Linked DNA regions of Zea mays: all the other regions are linked to region 3. The links are chromatin contacts, called in public Hi-C maps. All regions are on one chromosome and are shown on one strand. The core of a region is the stretch at or near the end of the contact, and the rest is flanking DNA. Distances in the headings are between cores, read along the strand shown.

Region 1 (3,895 bases), core at 540-3,039, 950 kb before region 3:
TTGGACTCCCTCTCCCCCCCAGCATCCACAACGGTGATCAGGGTGTCGAGGATCCCCATTTTCAACATGCACTAGGGGAAAATGACACTTCCATGCTTTAAATTATATATACTACATCTGAATGAAACACCTGCATTGTCAATTGTCGGCACCCCCAAAAAAAACTTATATATACATCTGAAAGAAGCGCATCCAGATACATCTTGGAGACAACAAAAACAAAAAATGCAGGCTCTATATAAGCAAATTGCCTTGACACTTTCAGCTAAACCAAACCAACCTCGATTTTGACCAGGATTCTGAAACCGGAAGGAAGCTGCATGACTGCTTCATGCGTGCTTGAACATCTTCATGCTGAGCCAGTGCAGGTAGACAACCACGATTATTACAGGAAGCATCAACGGCACAAGCAGACAGTAATACCTGCAGAATTACGAAGAAGGCGTGAATTTCTTGTATAATTTGCACGGGTTGTACGCTGTTGCACAAGGATCACCTAGTTTAGTGCATGCTTAACAAGCATCTCTCTTGGTTAGATGGCAGCCAGGAATCCATTTTGATGTGGCGGAAGCAACTTGGACACGACGGCAACGTAGAAGAAACACACGAACAATGTGATCCCAAAGGCAATGAACGCCGAGTCGATCAGCTAATCGGTAGAAAAATGCATCTCTGGATTTCCCAGTCTTGTCGGTCTCTAATGCGCAGACCCAGTGGGAGCGGACCCAGTAGTAAACCCTGAAGAAGAAGAAATCCAAGTTAACAGCTACCATGACTGGACTGAGTCAGATCCATTGGTTTGGGTTGGGACGGTCGGTTTCGAGCGGCAAAGAGAGGAGTGGGAAAGGGGTGGGCACACCCGGTGGGTGCTTGTAGTCGGCGAAGACCACGGCTGCGAGATGGAGGTGGCGGGCGCGGAGGCGGACTCAGATTTGCCGTTGCTGTAGCAGGGGAGGCGGTGGTGGTCGCCGAGGCTGTGGAAGGAAGACGCCGAGGCATTGGCCAGCAGCAGCGCGGCCGCAAAGTTTCCTCGGCACATGCACTCAATGGATTGACGGACTGTGAGGGATAAGGAAGGAGGAGTGACTGGCCGCGATACCATCCGAGGCTTGGCGGCGAGGCCCGAGGCCCGAGGGGGGCTACTACTAGGGGAGAGAGTGAGCCGCCGCCGCTTGGGCCTCCTCTCCATGGGCCATGGCCCAGACGGCCCCAAATCCACTCCTATACGTTGACAAGTGGATCAATGACTCGGGGACTAACAAGCCAATGCACTACCATCGACACATCAAGCGTCTTCCAACGAGACAGACCCACTTGGCTCTGAGGCTCCATGAGCTGTACTATGTGTACTATAGTACTCCGTAGTGATAAAAAAGAGAATAATTTGTTTATTTTTTCTAAAAAAAGAATAAACCGATCGACGGGGACTTTGAAAGCTGGTTGCCAAAAGGCTACGGTAATTGACTTGTACTACTATGTTTGTTTAAACGTTGTGGCAAGAGGCCACGCCACACGTGTGCAGAAGCTGAGGAAGAACATCTCCGCCTTGGCTGACTCCGAGGCACGGAGGCAGGCACTTGACCCAGTCACCCATCACCCGCCGTTGGTCCTCAGCGACCACCAACACCAGTGACCGACGACAGTCCACGCGCCTGGCTCCGTGAACCTGACGGGGTGCTGCGCTGTGGATCCACTGACCTCGCTCGCGCCCGGCGCCCCCACACGCCGACGATGGGTGCATGCAGTCCCCGTCGATTTCCGGGAAAGCCACGGGTTCTCTCTGACCCTGAGCAACCGAATCCAGCGGGCAGGTCGGGTGGCTCACCCATCTGCCTGCCCCTGCCCGGGTGCCCGCCCGCACCCAACACCAGCCAACCGGATCTCCTGTGGCATGGTCGCGTGGAATCGCCTCCTTGGCTAGGAGAACTGGCATTGTCCATGGAGCATATTATTTGAATCTCTAAAAAAATTGCGGATCTAAAGTTATAAATATTTTAAAATATATTTACATAAATCATTTTATTCGTTATTTAGAATAAAAATATATTTGAAACTAATCTAGAGCCACCACAATTACCCTCTAAAACTAGGTATATGATTTGCTAGCTATGTAGCACGAATACTGATACAATATCGGAACGATACAGATCGCGTATACGACTTTAAAAAATTGATAAGCAGGTTTGTTTTATTTTTTTAAAATACATAATTTATAATATATCGTTGGTGTTTTGAACTAGCTCCGATAAATAATTTATCTATGCGCTATTAGGGGTCTTCTTTTTCTGAAAGTTCTCAAAACACTAAGTTGACATTTGTTTCCTAGCCTATTTTAAATATTATAGGTATCATACCGAAAGCATCTCCAGATGAAACAACCATAAACTCGGGTATGAAGTCCACAAGCTTCGGGATAGTAATGCATATGTGCAATCGACGAAGCTGGATGAAGCTACGAGAAGTTTTCAAGAGTTTGCTCACCGGGATAGCATGGGAAAAATGCAGCATTACCCTCATTAAGTTTAACAGTTCAAATGTATAGGCTTGAGGTCATGAATGTAATTCTACTGAAGTTGTACCTCGAGCATATAAATAGAGGAACAATGACATACATTAGAGACATTTGCTGGATGGGAAAAAGCAAATAACTCCACCTTCAAAGTTGTATTTCCTCCTTCTCCTTGTAAGCCTCGAGAGCCGAAGATATGAATGTAATCTCTAGTTCCAATTATGTGGCTTATGATCATATCTCATGTAATTTGCTTTGTATTTATCCTCATGCTTTCTTCATTCAATTTAGTGCTTTCTTCATTCACTTTAATCCCATCTTCATTTTTGCTTAACCTTCTTCCCAAAGAAGGATGGGCTAAAAGATGAAGATGAAGCTTAATCTTACTATGTTGCCTTGTTTTTTATACTTGAAGGAATCAAGAACAAGTGGTCAACATTGGCGCCCACCTCCGGTGAACTCACAAGGACCACGACAAGCTTCATCATGTCGCTGAAGAAGACGACAACAACCGATGTTGTCCTCACTCCTTTGGATCCCAACCAAGGATAAGAAGAACTCCTTCGAGAGGCATGGAACCAGAAGAGGAAGGCCATCAGCCCGACACCACAAGATGGTGTGCTTGATCGGGAGATCCACAACCTCGAAACCATCATGCAACAAGTTGAAAAATAAAAAGAGAAGATGATTCTGCTCTCTGAGCTTCAGAAGCAGATTGATCAAGCAATTGAGCAACATCACACAGGGCACAAATCAACAAGAGCACCAGTACCATTGCAGAGACCTTCGGCATGAGGGTCACACTCATAATGACCTTCGGTATGAAGCCTTCAACTATGATGGTTTTATCTACGATGATGCTCCCCTTGGCTGTAGAGATGTAGGAAATGCCTTGGCCACCTTCGTACAAACCACCTCAAATGCCAATGTACGATGTGCATTCAAACCCAAAACAATTCTTGATGAGCTATGAAGCTACAATATCCTCGTATGGCGGCAACACAACAGTGATGGCCAAATCCTTTGTCATGGTGGTTAGGAGCGTCACCCAAACATGGTATTCTTCCCTTCGGCTAGGTAAAGTGACCTCGTGGTAGAAGCTGAAGGACATGTTAATCACAAGATTCCAAGGATTCCAAACAAAGCCAATCATGGCTTAGGCCCTATTTCAGTGCACACAAGACCATGATGAATATCTACATGCCTTTGTCCAAAGGTTCCTTCAGCTGCGAGCTCAAGCGCCGACAGTCCTAAATGAGATAGTCACTAAATCTATGATCAAAGGGCTTCGTCCAAGACCAGCCACATAGTATTTTGCCATAAAACCTCCCAATCCTAAGAGAAGCTTCTTTAGAAGGTGGATGAATACATTAGAGCAGATAATGA
Region 2 (3,861 bases), core at 340-2,839, 760 kb after region 3:
GTCAGTAAATCATCTGTATTAGAAGCATACAGATTATGTCTTTATAATCCAGTCCATCCGGTATTCCGGCTGCTAAAGATGAAATTGAACTGAACTTCCGAAACAACAAATGAAACGAGCACTTGACGCGATTTCTCCTCTTGATTCCAGTCAGTGGGATGTGCACACCAACCAACCAAAGCAGCCACTAGTCTTCCCTATTTCTGTACATTTCGGTGGGGCGCAAAGTTGCTGCTTGACAGCAACGTGGGATACCCGTAAGGCCGTAACTAGTTTAGTGGCTGATGGCACTCGTCACCTCTACTACGAGCGGTGTGCACCCGCCCCGGCCTACCGGCCGCTCCTTCAGTCGTGTAGGCGTCAGCCGTCGCGGCGCCACTCTGTGCGCCTCCCTTCTAGGCTCCAGCAGGCTGACAGCGTAGGTGATCTGTTGATGCTTATTGTAATTTTGTTTAGATCTTCAATTTTGCAACACCAAGCAGACGATCTGTTGATGATTATTGCTACTCTTTGTTTAACGACCCCTCTCAATTCTTGTCCTGTGATGGACCGTGTTGCTTTGCTAATTGCTAGCAACTGGGCACTAATAAGAAACGCTGTCATTGGTTGCGCGTGACAAAATGTTTTGTGAGGTTGAGAGCGATGGCTCTCCAATGTGTCTCACGAGGAAGGCGACCGAGAGCACTTCAATGCGTTGCGTTGCGTCTGTGTGCAGCTTGTTGTAATGACGAGTACCTAACCACCAACAGCACTAGGCAATCAATTCAAGTGAATTAATCAACCAACTGCTCAGCAAGGACGGGGACGGGACGGGACGGGGCGGGACGCCTCGCGCCCTCTCCTCTCCCAGCAGATTGAAAAACGATCGCGAGCAAATTAATCGCCCTCGAATTCAATTTCAAGGTACTACTACTCTGTTTCGACTTTCGAAAACGAAGCCTTGCAGTACCAGCACATGCGGACGGCAGTTGGGAGGACTAGACTGCTGAGCACGATGTGTGGGGGGTAGGGGGAGGTGGAAGAGAGGAGTAGGCGTAGGCGGCGGCGGCGGTGGGCGCTTACCGAACCCATTGTCGGAGTCGAGGCAGCGCGTGAAGCCGCCGACGGGGTAGAGCACGTCGAGGCGGAGCGAGCGGCCGAGCTCCGGCGACAGGCCCAGCAGGAAGCTGGTGACGCCGCCGAAGTTGGCCCCCACCGCCGCGGCCGCCGCCGTGGTGGCCCCGACCACCAGCCGCCGCCGGAACACCGCGGCCAGCGACGCGAACTCCTGCGCCGGCGACGAGCACCGTATCCCGCTCCCGCGGCGCCGCCCCCGCTGGGCACCCCGGCGCTGCTGGTGCTGGTGCTGGTGCCTGGCCGCGGCCGCCGTGGCCATCGCGGGACGGGCACGCGTCGCTTCGGTTTGCTGCTACTACGTGTTTGTGCTTGTCACGACGGGACAGGAACGCGACGCGAGAGCGGGAGGTGTATTTTGCCGGACTGGGAGAGGATCAGAGGAGCCCGGCCGAGCCGAGGAGGACGATGAGGGGAGGGGGAGGAGTATTTTGGCGTGCCGTGGCGAGCTTTTGCTCTCGGCTATCGGTTTGGTTTTCCGCGTGTTCTGGAGGGGTTTAGGGACATCGCGCGTCCCGTCCCTGACCAGACCGGACCGCGTGTGGTCGGCGCGCGGGCGCATGTGCGCCGACCAGCAGCAGCCGCCAGACGCCCCGACCACGAGTGACCGATCCGTGTCTGACTGCCCATCATACGTGCACGTGTGCCACGCTCAGCCACCAACCAGTACTGTAGGCCCGGCACGTCGGAATCGCTCTCACTCACACGCGTGCACTGCGAGCTCAACTCTTTCGAAGATATTTCACGAGAGCATCAGGCAGAAAGCAACAAGGACCCAACACCCACGCTTATTTTTCTCTGGAGAGAAACCGAAAGAAAGCCGCAGCCCTAGAGTTCGCTACGATTTTGCACAAACAACCACGCCTAGAATTGACGGACCTTGAGTGGACAACCACGAGCACAGACGACAAATTTGGCCAACCGTTCGACTCAGCATTCAAGACTGCAATCAATTCGAGCCGGGGGGCCTCTTGACCCTCCCTGAGTTATATCATTCATTCATTCATTTTTTCTTCTTCTTTCCCCTCTCCAGCTACCTAGATAGATACATTTTTTTTTTAATTTCGAGACAAAAACTACATCGATACATAATAACCTATAGCTTTTCTCAATGGCCCTTGTGGTGGCAATCACAAAGCCCAAATGCAACGAATACCCGGCCTCACATCAAATCAAATGAAACAAACCCTCCCAAGAACCGACCGCCTCCATCCAGGATCTAGCTAATGTGGTAGCAGTAATACAGCAAGCTTTTGCTATCTCCTCCGGTGCTGATCGTACGATCTTCGGCTATGGCTCGGGCTGTAGTAAGGATCCTGCTTCCCGCGGCTCCACTGCCTCGGCGCCTCCGGGTTCTGCTGGCCGGAGCTCCATGTCCTCGAGGGCTCCGCATCATCGTAGCCACGGCGTTCGGAGCTCCACTGCCTCGGTAGCTCGGGAGCGTAGCTCTGGTGCGCCTGGGAAGAACTCCACTGCCTCGACGGCTCGGCGGGTGCGTAGCCGCCCTGGTGCGCCTGGGAAGAACTCCACTGCCTTGACGGCTCAGGATTGTAGCCCTGCTGCTGCACTTTCCCTGCACTCCACTGCGTCAGGGGCTGCTGACTGTAGCCCTGCGCACCGCCATAGTCGGTGTCGTAGTCCCGGACCACGCCAGGATCTGGTGACCTCGAGTGCCGCTGGTGGTGCCCGTCCCATGGGTACTCCACCAGGGCAGACCGGCTGTAGCCATTTCTGTCATGCCCGTGCCCTGGTACAACAGGACGGGACGAGGCTGCCGAAGATCCATAAGAGCTGTACGCACCCTGCTTGCCTTGATCGCCGTAAGCATTCTGGTTAGCAGACGGCACTGTGCTTGCTGATGCTGTACTATACGAGTTAGCTGCGCGGGCGGCGGCCCATGGATCAGCCGTCGCATTCCGTCCAGCGTGGGTCATGTCAGCAGCATTAGATTGCCAAGGGAATGCTGTGTGAGATGATGCATTAGGCTCAGGCAACGACGGATGTGCTGCTACAGCTGGTTTGCTCCCCGCTGCTTGTTGATGCAAGGGCGTGGCAACAGGGTCAGACAACAAAGCGTATTGCTGCTGTCCATGCTGATGCACTGAAGCTCTGTTCAGAAGGTTATTCACAGGGGAAACATGTTGGACTGGCGGGTTTACAGAGACCGCCAGCAGAGGAAGAGATGGGGGTGCGTTAGCTTGAATCTGTGCCGGCAAGACCGAGACTGGAGGGGCGTAAGGTTGTGAGGGTAACGAACTGACAACGTTTGAGAAGCCTTGTTGCACGGCATTTGCAACAGGAGGTGTACTCCCCCGGCTTGGCAGATGCAAGGTTGGAGCAGCCCTCACCTGCATTGCGTGTTCTGGTATCCAGACAGCCTGCCAAAGAATGATCTAACGTGAATAACGGAAGACAGAATTTCCCAATGAACAATGTATGACATGGAAAGCCAGCGGACAAACAAACCCTTGATGTACGGTCTGGCGGAGTTGGTGACGGAAGCGAAGCGGGAATAGGTTCTGGCTCCGGCTCTGGCTCTTTTGGGAGCCCAGCGCCGTTCCCCAGACGGTTAACAAGCTCTGATAGGCTAAGGCCGGTCTGCTTCAGTGTATCCAGAAGCGCAATGGTCTGCTCGTTAGGCATGTTCTCCCCCTTGTTAGAGGTTAATGCAAAGACAAGCTCCGGGTTCCTGAGTAGCACCGTAAGCAATTCGTAATCGGTATTAGCTTCCTCATCATCAGCAACTGC
Region 3 (3,777 bases), core at 348-2,847:
CGTGCATGTGAAGGATCGGGAGGAGCAAGAACACTCATCCTGAGCATTACCGGTTTGTTGTGAACAAGATAAGAAACGAAGGCAGTGATCTGATGCTAAGGGCATGTACAACGCTGAGACCATAGATCGGTTTTTCAAGCTAAAGAGTAGGGCTAGATAAAACACTCGTACCTCGTCAGCTTGCTCGGCTCGTTTCAATTTTGTCACGAGCTAAACTAACATCTCATTCTCAGCTCGATTTGTTAACGAGCCAGCTCGTTAGCTCGAACGAGCTAGCATTTGTCAGCAAAATAAAACTTTCAGTTGTGTTGGATAATAAGTGATGAACTGTGTTAATTTGTTGTTGAGTTGATGTAGTATATAAAATTGTGACTATTATTACTCTTTTCTAGTGTTAAATTGGTCTAGAATTAATTAGCAATTGATTATATGCATACTGATTTATTTGTTGTGGATCACAAGCTAAACAAGCTAGCTCGAGCTCATAAACAAGCCACTGAGCTAATTAAGCTGATTCTCTAACTAACGAGCCGAGCTAGCTCATTACCTTAACAAGCTAGCTCAAACTCAGCTGAGCCAATTCGATCCAAGCTGGTTTAATATCCAACCTTAGTTAAGAGACTATATGATACAATCCTAAGAGCATCTCCAAGGGACTCTTTATTTTTAGCTCTGTATTTGATTCTTCTCTATTTACTTCTTCATAAAGATTACGTTTTATATGTAGCACCTCACTCCAACAGACTATCTATCTAGTTTGGCTAGTCAGAGTGGCTAGCCAAATTTAGCTAGTGAGAAAGCCAATTTAAAAAGTCAGATAGCTTAGCGAGTTATATAGATAGTTTGTTGGAGAGTTATTTTGCTGTTGAATAGCTAAAATTTATCTTAACGAGTCATTTGACTACTCTCTTGAAGATACTCTAAGCTACTAGATTACAAATACAGTTAAGAAATAATAGGTATAGAGAATCGTGTAGAGACGAATCTTCGTTTCTTGTATTTTTTAATTAGTTCTCTAGAGACTAAAGGACTCCATACTAAATGGGCTTGTAATGCCCTAAGAGCAGACCGATGGCAATGATGGCCGACACACAACACTCAGGACAAGTGCAGCATGTTCGAGATTTCGAAGGTAGCTCCGCTTCCCGTACTGGGTGGGTGAACCCCAACAACCAAAAGAACTAGTTTAAACGTCGCCGAATTTACAGAACAAATCTACCCCCCCCCCCCCCCCCCCCCCAAGAGGTTCGGAGATGGGGCTAGGTGTATCCATTCCGGTTCCAGAGACGGCGGTTCCGATTTGCATGGCTACCACTAAAAGCAAACAAAAAAGGCAGTCCAGTCCTCCCGAGCAGAACCGGGCGTAACAGCAGATTTGTCGACTAGGGCATCCTGATGAGACGACGAACCAAACGACGCAACCCGATCCAGGACGGGACGACGCGACGCCTGCGGGAGTCGGGAGACGGGCGGGGGGAGGGGCCGAGGGGGTTACCTTGGATCTGGATCGAGGAGCGCTCGGCCTTGCGTCGCCCCTGCAGCGCGGTGGAGAGGGAGTGCCGACTGCCAAGCCGAGGCGAGAGCCTTTTGATCTGCAGCGCCAGCCTACGTTACTACCTGCCCCTTCCCAATGGCCAAATCCCAAGTCTGCAGGGCTGCACAGATCGCGTTGGTGTGCGGTGCGCTCACCTACCCCTTCGCGACCTTTCAAAAAAAAACGCGGTGGACCCACACGCGCCGGGCCCCGCACAGACAGCCGCCGCGACGGGGTGGGTAGTAGGGTACGCGGGTCAAACATACCTGACGTCTGGGCTCTGCTGCCGCTCACCAGCCAGTGATTTCGGATCTTGGCGAGATTCTGCCGTGATCGACTGGTCATCAGTATGGTGGCCTCTTCTTCTTCTTTCGTTCACAATTGTTCAGATGCTCCCGATCTGTGGTATGGTCAGCGCTGAATCGCCGCCGCGGCCGCCACCCATGTTCGGGGATGGTGCGATGCCGGCGGCCGCCTCCGGGTGTCTTGACGCGTGCAGAGACCAGTCGTCTGCACCTACACGGATTGGCCATTGGCGGACAGGGGGGCACATCATGGTCATATTGTTCAGGGAAGCGTCGCCGTACAACATGGAAGGGTAAAAACAGTTGATGTACTCAACAACATCGCCTATCCTACATTTCAACTCTGAACTCCCAATTCCCAAGGGGAAGGAAGCAGCAGCAGAAGCTTCAAAGGCCTCTCAGGTAGCCAAACCTGACACGGTTGCTATTACACGTCTTACACGTACACATACACAAAAAGGACACATGCAGCTGAACATACTCAGCATTTAGCCGCCAAAAAAAACAAAACACTCGCCAATGTGACTCCGCGCCCCTCCTCTTTCTTCACTGACCTGTCTACCTCTGACTGAATCCTACAGGCTCCTCCTGAGGCTCCCAGTCGCCAGAGGCATGACACACACAGGTCGCATTGGCAAGGAATGGGCGCCAGGAGAATTGCATTCGCCACAGGAGGGCAAGAAAAGCCTTATTCACAGACACTTGGACCGACGCCATGTCCCAAGATCGGATCTGACTGGTGCTGATGAATGAGTGGACTCAACCCATGGTGGGGGTTCTGGAATGATGACTGGAACAGAACCTGACGGCTTCACTCATGGGTGCTGTCGAAGCTGCCATGGCCATTTGTTCGCTCCCTTGAATTCTCCCCCCATGTCCTGGCCTCTGCGACAGCACGCTGTCTGTCGGTGCCCCTTGGAGCTTCTCTTCTTCTTCCGGTCTGCGCTGGGCTTCCCACTTGCGACCCGGTCAGGTCCATGTCATCCAGGCCTGATCGCCGGCCAGAGTCGCTGGTAGAGCTAGTCCTGCTAACCTCTGCTCCATACTTGGATGCCCCCGCAGCGTCTCTGCGCCGCGGGTCTGGAGAATGATGGTTAGGCGAGCGCACGCTGCGCTGGTCGCCGTTCCACCCAGCAGGGTTTCTGGCCCTGGGGGTGGATGAATTGCTCCGGACGTGTTGAACAGGGGCATTTGGGTCATATGCCTGAGAAGCAAGATATGAGAGAGCAGTGACGACATCCCCGATGTGAGGACGTGTAGCAGCTTGCTCTTGCAAGCACATGGCAGCAACGGCTAAGGCCTGGTATAGACCCCTCATAGGGAAGCGGCCCTGAAGCATTGGATCAGCCATTTTAGGGAATTTCCTTCGGTCCTTGAACAGTGGACGAGCCTGCAGATTAGTAGATGAACTGGATTAGTTCTCTAGATAAAACTGTCTGCAAACAGACATTTCTGTTTTGAAGGCTGGGGGCAGTATCAGTTTATCAGATAGCAGTTTCAGATGAGTTGAAGAACTACAAGGCATTCATCTATAAGCAAGCATAGGTGTTTTACTGACATAAAGAAAAGCTAAATGCAATGAAATAAGATAAACATACCCATGCCACTAAATTTTGCTCCCCTTGGGTCTTAGTATTGTCAATTGCTTTACGCCCCGTGATAAGTTCAAGGAACACAACACCAAAGCTATACACATCGGATTTAACCGTCAGCTGCCCAGTCATTGCATATTCTGGGGCACAGTAGCCATATGTACCCATCACACGTGTTGAAACATGGGTCTTGTCACCAACCGGACCAAGTTTTGCAAGGCCAAAGTCCGATAGCTTCGGATGAAATCCTTCTCCAAGAAGAATGTTTGATGACTTAAAATCCCGGTAAATCACAGGAGGACTCGCCTTGTCATGAAGGTGTTCTAAGCCCTTAGCTGCACCTGCA

What was found. A called contact is a pair of places that touch in the nucleus more often than the background predicts.
Region 1: a Hi-C map of bundle sheath shows a contact between it and region 3, with 2.4 times the contacts expected there. The contact joins the enhancer-like site here to the promoter of LOC541699 in region 3. A contact is called at or near these places in 3 of 25 Hi-C or Micro-C datasets (bundle sheath, ear and tassel).
Region 2: a contact with region 3 is called in a Hi-C map of endosperm, with 3 times the contacts expected there. The contact joins the promoter of LOC100274771 here to the promoter of LOC541699 in region 3. A contact is called at or near these places in 3 of 25 Hi-C or Micro-C datasets (endosperm, leaf and tassel).

What each region holds. Positions count from the first base shown.
Region 1 is chr3:155,117,497-155,121,391 of Zm-B73-REFERENCE-NAM-5.0, forward strand. It overlaps the pseudogene LOC118476812. Among protein-coding and RNA genes, the nearest start is that of LOC103650776, 3.0 kb to the left of the region's middle. Within about 2 kb of position 1,790, at least 15 of the 20 cell types and tissues checked have an H3K27ac peak or open chromatin away from gene starts, as enhancers often do. A contact at or near this core is called in bundle sheath, ear and tassel, where this site is marked.
Region 2 is chr3:156,828,081-156,831,941 of Zm-B73-REFERENCE-NAM-5.0, forward strand. LOC100274771 reads right to left here and starts at 1,590. Exons shown (of 3, transcript NM_001374113.1): 1 at 1,063-1,590. The coding sequence starts at 1,375. It overlaps LOC103650799 (homeobox protein LUMINIDEPENDENS), which reads right to left. Exons shown (of 13, transcript XM_008676368.3): 12 at 3,580-3,861; 13 at 2,044-3,491. The coding sequence ends at 2,370.
Region 3 is chr3:156,070,984-156,074,760 of Zm-B73-REFERENCE-NAM-5.0, forward strand. LOC541699 (NADPH producing dehydrogenase of the oxidative pentose phosphate pathway) reads right to left here and starts at 1,598. Exons shown (of 2, transcript NM_001111440.2): 1 at 1,496-1,598. LOC100193908 (Protein kinase superfamily protein) reads right to left here. Exons shown (of 5, transcript NM_001317230.1): 4 at 3,438-3,777; 5 at 2,133-3,229. The coding sequence ends at 2,651.